Regions from separate parts of the Canis lupus genome. Here region 2 is linked to region 1. Evidence: chromatin contacts called from public Hi-C data. All regions are on one chromosome and are shown on one strand. The core of a region is the stretch at or near the end of the contact, and the rest is flanking DNA. Distances in the headings are between cores, read along the strand shown.

The links. A called contact is a pair of places that touch in the nucleus more often than the background predicts.
Region 2: a Hi-C map of blood shows a contact between it and region 1, with 1.5 times the contacts expected there. The contact joins two enhancer-like sites. A contact is called at or near these places in 2 of 9 Hi-C or Micro-C datasets (amygdala and blood).

The regions. Positions count from the first base shown.
Region 1 is chr11:15,617,151-15,620,845 of UU_Cfam_GSD_1.0, reverse strand. The region is part of intron 1 of GRAMD2B (GRAM domain-containing protein 2B); the gene reads right to left. Among named protein-coding and RNA genes, the nearest start is that of GRAMD2B, 47 kb to the right of the region's middle. Within about 2 kb of position 1,860, at least 1 of the 20 cell types and tissues checked has an H3K27ac peak or open chromatin away from gene starts, as enhancers often do. A contact at or near this core is called in blood, where this site is marked.
Region 2 is chr11:15,654,929-15,658,623 of UU_Cfam_GSD_1.0, reverse strand. GRAMD2B (GRAM domain-containing protein 2B) reads right to left here. Exons shown (of 14, transcript XM_038552002.1): 2 at 3,139-3,258; 3 at 1-51. Among named protein-coding and RNA genes, the nearest start is that of GRAMD2B, 84 kb to the right of the region's middle. Within about 2 kb of position 1,938, at least 2 of the 20 cell types and tissues checked have an H3K27ac peak or open chromatin away from gene starts, as enhancers often do. A contact at or near this core is called in blood, where this site is marked.

The sequences.
Region 1 (3,695 bases), core at 611-3,110:
AATTTCATGTCAAAACTAGTCCAACTTTATATACTTTATTATGAGAGGAAAGGATAATATTCTTGATGATTCCTATATGCTCTCAGAAGACCACACTATATGTTATGTAGTATATTTAAGTTGTTAGGATCAAATGAGGTGCTATTTTCCAATGAATTATAAAAACAATATAGTGATAATAAAAGTTCTCATGATGAATTAGTTTTTCACCACTGATGATATACAGCAACTCAATTCACAATACAGCCTTTATAGCAGTACACAGTAGGGGTTTCAAAATAATTTTTTTAAAGATTTTATTTATTTATTTATTCATGAGAAACAGAGAGAGAGAGAGAGAGAGAGAGAGAGAGAGAGGTAGAGACACAGGCAGAGGGAGAAGCAGGCTCCATGCCGGGAGCCTGATGTGGAACTCGTTCCCGGGACTCCAGGATCACATTCTAGGCCAAAGGCAGGCGCTCAACCACTGAGCCACCCAGGCGTCCCAAGGGGTTTCAAATAATCTGTAGGATCACAAGATCACTGTCTTCAGGTAATAATCCTTAATAATAAATGACACAAATTTTAGCATAATTGTAAGGTTCTTCCCAGTTTTCAACTCACTGCATAAGATGGAAGATATAATTTGAAAAACCCAGAAGATAACAAATATGGATATAATCATAAACCTGATATATATGGACTTAAGAGAATACCAATATTTATATACAGATCAGGATTTCCATGAGGGAAGAAAAGGAATATCAGTTACCCCTAGCAGCACCAGAGACTTCACCAACAGGATGCAGAAGACCATATGGAGAGAAGAGGAGAAACATCGGCCAGGACACAAGTGGAAGATCACACACATTAAGGCAAATAAGCATTTTTTCTTTCTTTTTTCAAAATAACTCAATATCCCTCCTGAGTTTTTCTAACTTTCTTCTCTCCCCATCTCCTTACTTCATTATCTCCACCATCTGCTCCACCTCTTCTTTCTTAAACACATCCCATCACTACTGTAACCTCCATCCAGTTGTTTACACAGTGGCACAGGTATTGCTACCTCATCTGATCAGAAGCCTGTCTAGAGTTCTTCATTTAAGAGAGGGAAATAGAAGAGATAAGAAAAGGAGTAGATAACTTGAGGATGGCTCAGTCAGAAATCAGACCCTCCACTTTACACCACTTTGCTAAGGTCCACATAAGAAAATTGTGTTCTCATGGGTTAATTCATCCTTCATTCCTAAAACCAAGGAGGCCACTTTATTGGTAGGAAACTATTTTGTAGGGAAGTTTGAGAAAACAGTGCTTTATGAGAACACCGTCTGCCATTCACTGAGCTCTCCTATGGTAGGCAGCCCAAGTACTGTATGATCACACTTAATCCTCACGTGGTCTTTCATTTCACCAAGTCCAACTTACTTAGACGCGTACTGGGAGGTGGATATGCTAAGACAAATCAAACCAAAAAACAACTTGATTCTGGCCTTACATGACAACAGCATAAGAACAAAACAAAAACCTTAGCAAGTGGTTACCTTTGAGAAAAGGAAATGTCACGTGGGAGACAGGAAGAAAGCTCTCCCTTTTCATTTTGTAAATAGCTTTCATTGTTTTATTTTTCTAACCTTATACACATACTGCTTTAAAACATGTCAACACAAATGGGGGAGATTATGGTCCAATTTTTAAATGTCTTCTTTGTATTATTCGTTCATAAAAAACAGAGATAAACGTTACATGCAAAATTTTAAGAGGCTGTAAAAAATGTACCTAAGTATGACATCCGGAGTTATCTTTGTTAACATTGTAACATCTGTTAACATCTTTGATAACGTCGCAATTTGGAGGCGTTTTCAATGTCCTAAGTATGAACGTCGCTTAGTCGGCAGTCAACAGATATTCATTATGTCACAGGTGTAAGCCACTGATCTACCTTTACAGTGCTTACAGTCTGTTTCCCTGCACTGTGAAGGCATTTTCTCTGAAATCTACATACACCACGGGCCCTCATGCATTGCTCGAAGAAACCTCAAATGGTATAGCGGCTTTGGAAAAAGTCTGCCAGTTCCTCCAAAAGGTAAACACAGAATTACAATATGACCCAGCAATTCCACCTGTAGGTATATACTCAAGAGAACACCATCTGTCTACACAAAGATTTGCATGCATATATGTATAGCATTATTCATCATAACCAACAAGTGGAGACAACCCAAATGCTCATGAACAAATTAAGAGAAAGACCAAAATGTGGTATATCCATATAGTGGAATACTATGCAGCAATAGAAAGGAACGAACTGCTGACCTATGTCACTTCACAGATGAACCTCAAAAATGTGATGTTGAGTGAAAGAAGCCAGATACAAGAAACCATATATTATATGATCCCATTTATATGAAATGCCCTGAAAAGGCAAATTTGTAGAAACAGAAAGTAGACAAGTGGTTACCTGGTGCTAGTTAGGAATGGGGATTAAATATAAATGGGCCTAAGGGAATCTTATTGTAAATTCAGTAAAATTACTGAATTGTAAATTACTGAATGGGTAAATTTTGATATGTAATACATATCTCAATAAACCTGTTAAAAATAATCTGCCTCTAGAGACATCATGTCCCATTCTAAATGGGACATGGAGTGACCAATGACAGCATATGAATTAGTTTCCCTTACCGAATGCAGTATAAGTTGGTTCTACTTCTCTTATGGGAGTAAATAATGAAATTTAGGTTGAGATAAAAACACCCATTTTCCTTTAAGGAGAAAGAACAGTCATTAGAGTGGTTGTGGAGGGGTCTCTCTCTAGAACCTCTGCTTTACACCACTGGAAAATGTGTGAGATGCCTAGAGCTGAGCATTTAAAGAATTAGAAAGATGGTGAGGGAGAGTTCTACTGGAGGAGAGCAAATGGAAAACCACGGGCAGTCCAAAGATGAGAAGCGGGCAGCCTGGGTGGCTCAGCGGTTTAGCCGCCTTCAGCCCCGGGAGTGATCCTGGAGACCCGGGATCGAGTCCCACATCGGGCTCCCTTCATGGAGCCTGCTTCTCCCTCTGCCTGTGTCTCTGCCTCTCTCTTCTTCTGTGTCTCTCATGAATAAATAAATAAAATCTTTAAAAAAAATAAATAAAGATGAGAAGCCACGAGATAAAAGTTCAGTGCCAGGAAGCAGGATATGAAAATAAATGGCTCATAGATAACAGTACTGGACAACAGATGGGATAACACCAAATCAGTAAGCAATACTTAAATAAGCTGGTAGGTCACTAGACAGTTATGAGAGGAGAGCCTCTTAGCATAAACTAAAAATCAAGGTTCCATGTTGGTTTCACGGAAATGCTCCAGTGCTATCCCGAGGGTCTTCAAGGTCCCGCTGATGTAACAGAGGCTCCCTGAATATAATACAGGGGCATGTGACTGTCAGAGTTAGGCCTGTTGAATCTGGACTAATTTAATGACCTTTTATGTCATCCTCCCACCTCTACCCCAAGCATGTCCCAGACTCAGCAGCGAAGACGAACAGTTATTGAGAGCTCACAATGTCAGACACCAGGTGAACTGAATTTCTTACCTTTCTCATTTAAACTTGAAAGCAAACATCTACAAAACAGCTGACTTAAGTATTCCCCTTTACAGATAATGAAAGGGAGATTTAGGGTGCTAAGTAACTGGCCAGGATCACACTTCAGGAGACATGGAAGTCAGATTT
Region 2 (3,695 bases), core at 689-3,188, 38 kb before region 1:
CAGTCATTCTTATCGCTTCCTAAAGAGGCACCTTCAAAACTGGATTTTGACCTGAGGAAAGAGAATCCAGGGAGTCTTGTAAGATGAAATTGTTATGCTACTCATTAATTGTATTGTAATAAGTCTGGAGTATTACAAGAAATACTGAAAACAGGTATACAGGTATACAAGAAAACCTGACACTCGTTTTTCTTTTCTCGACATCAGTGATCACTCATAAGACTCTAGGAGCATTGACACAATATGGTGTGTAGACTGGGATGGTTTCACCAGGCTGCAATCTCAAACTGCAAAAATGTGAACTTGTTTGTAGAAGGGAAAAATATCAACTGAATTATGAAGGTCATTTCCATCTCTAAAGTATTTGAAGCAGTAAAAGAGGAATAGTATAGGCAAATTATGAAACAAAACTATAGCCACAGTTCAATCAAAGAATATTTTTGTTTCAGAATTCTATTAATACTGAACATGTGTTGATAGAGTAGGGCATTGTATTAAAGGTTGTGAGGCACACACGACAGTCTTTGTCCTCAAGAAGCCTGTGAATTCATCAGACATCTTTTTTCAAAAGGCAGTACAAGACTTAGCACCAAATAGTACATGTGATAGGCATTAGGAGGTACAGAGACACTACACCCAACAGGAGGGAAGAGAAGAAGAGAGCAATAGCACAATGTGGGTTTAACACACTGGGCTTCAGAGCATGAGCAGGAGTTGGGTATGAGGAAAAGAGACAGAAAAGAGAAGTGAAATTGGCATAAAAATGAGGAACATGTTTGAAAGTCAAGTCTTCCTTTATTTTAGTAAGAGCAGAGGTCAGAGCTCCAGCATTTGTGTCTCAGGGGATTCTAGTCCTGGCTCTCTGTTTGAGTAGATGTGTGAATGTGCACATGTCTTCATCCCTACAGGCAAACAGAATCATTTCAAAGGGGAATGCACGTATGAATTTTAGAGGTCTATATCTGAACAAGTTTTAGGATACAATTACGTAGCTTTTTTTTTTTTTTTTAAGATTTTATTTTTAAGTAATCTCTATACCCAACATGGGGTTCAAACTCACAACCTTAAGGTCAAGAGTCACACACTCTACTGACTGAGCCAGCCAGGTGCCCCTGGGTACAATTATGTAGCTTTTTTGATTATTGGGGAAAATTGCACATGAAATCCATGATTCCACAATAATGATTCCTTATGAGGAGGCATAGTTAAGACTACTATTTGGTCAAAGCAGATTCAAAGATCTTGAGTAATTCAGGTGGTATGAGGCTATGACAGAGAGACAGAAATGACTCAAGTTAGACTTTAGACTCTGGTTCTCAGCTGTGAAAAGATGGGCTATCTTATGTTCCGGGCCCCTGCCAGCCCCAGTAGTTTGAGTCAACGATGCTCTAGCCACAGGTGAAGATTTGCATTTAGCTGCTGCCCACTGAACCTATTCACAGATATAAATTCCCTTTGAATTCTAGGGATTACTTTTTTTCTTTGAAATTACGAGTAGTCATTTGTACTCGAAAATAAAATTATTTTTACAAATGTCAAATTACCTACTATTTATACTAGCCACTAATCTGAATTAATCACCTCAACTGATTATATTAGTAAATGTTAAAGCAACTGCCAATGCAATGAGCTTTTGAAGGACTATAAGCCAATGCGACAAGTAGGGCAGCAGTACCATTGATGAATTCAAGAGGTGCCAACAGAATGGACTTGTCTGCAGAGTGCTGGAAGGGTTGCTTATTTACCTAGTACTGCTGTCTTCGTGTCTTCTGAACTGTGTTACTCTCTTTTCTTACAGGTGATTATGAGCAGGGCGGAAAGCCCAGAGCAAAATGAAAATGGCCTCTTATTCAAAAATTAGGAATTTCCAGACAGCGAGAGCAGAGCATTAAAGCAAGCGCTGGGCTCCTTGCAACTACACAGATGGCACGCCCACACCGTTTAACAAGCATGCTCTCATGATGACTGTACGATTCTCATCTGAAGTCTGGGGGAGGCGGAGTCAAACCCATTTTTTAAAGCACCCGCGGGAGCCAGTCAATAATGGTGAAAGATTCAAGAAACAACATGCTTTGCGTCTCTGCCCAGAGACTCATTTGGTGAGTGAGACAAGATGCTTGGACAGGAAACAGCTATAAAAAGAAGGGTTAAAAGTGAGATGTGTCAAGAAAGCCATGCAGAACCGATGACAAGAGACCTGGAAGCAACAGAAAAGAAAAATCTGGGGGAGAGAGAAGACTTACGCTTGGTCTTGAATGAAGTAAGGATTTGGAGAGAAGGAATGGGCTGGGTAGCCAGGAAGGAAGGGGAAAGGCAGGAGTTACTTAATTACCCATTAGCAGGGGCCAGAAGACCCAGAAGGTACAGTTCTGACAGTTTCAGTAACAGGGAAGAGGGTAGTCACTGCCACCGATCGGTACAGACCCCTGGCCACACTTCCCTGTAACTGACTGCTGGTATAACCATTCTCTTTTCAGGGGTAAAAAAGCAACCTGAAGTTCCTACATCTTCCTTCCAATGAAAGAAAGTATGTAACTGGGGTCTCTGAGTGTGCCAGGGACCGTGGCTCATCATCTCGAAACTACCTGTCCCCTCCCAGGCTCGTGACCAAACTGATGCTGGCTCCCGGCACCAGTCCCCAGGAAGCAGGCAGCTCCCCTCCTCCACGAGACATGTGCATCCCACCCAGGGATCCCAGGCAGGGTTCCCTTCTGCTTTTTCTTGGCTGCCAGGAAAGTGAGACAGCAGGTGTGCACACACAGAGGCGGGGCAGGTACTCCAGCCTGGGCGGGCCTCACCAGCACCCCGGCCAGCCTCTCCAGGTGCTTCATAAATCTATGCCAGACAGTAGGCTGTCCTGGCTTTATCAGGGAGCAAGATCAGCCCCTGAAGAAGGGGGCAGATGTTCTGCAGTAGGGCTAGGGCAGGAAAGAAGGAAATGCTGCCAGGAAGAGATGAGAAAGGCAGGCAAGCATCGGTGCCTGGATATCAAACACCCTACTTCTTTCTCAGGGGCTTATTTGCCTCCAGTAGATTCATACTCTTGACAGCCACCCCAAAACTAGAAACATGAGCTCCTCCCAGCAACCTGTCCTTCCCAAAGGCCCAAAAGAATAAAGTGTCAAGGCCAGGACTCACCGCAAGGAAAGGAGTCTCTTCTGGTCTGAGGACTCGGCCTCATTGGATGGGCTAGGGGACTGGGCTGTTGGCGACTTGCAGATCTTCTTTTTGTCCTCCACACCATTCTCAGCCTCGGAGCTGGAGAGGAGAGGAGAACGCTTGGCCTTAGTCATCCGGGGAAGGAGGTGGAAGGAAAAATGAGGAAAACCCCTTGCTTTCTGGAGAACGGAATGATGTTCAATCCCCATAGCAGGCTGAAGTCAACTTGGACAACTGTGCCCTTTCCAGATCTCCATTCTGCAGCCTCTCGGCTGGCCCCTCAAGGGCATGAGCTCCAGGTCATGCCTGCTGCAGCAGGTAAACGGCAGGCTTTGCGGGGACTGCTCGGCTCTGCCCTGCTAGCTGCACGCTTGGCGACACATCACCTGGATGCTGGGAGGGCCCCTGCACACGTGCTCAGCACACACGCTCACGCGTGGCCTTCTGCCAGGTGTGAGCCTTCCTGCCGGGAGCCCCCACCCCTTTGTTTGCATTTCTCTTGTGTCATTTACCACCCACTGTTGGAGTTATATAGG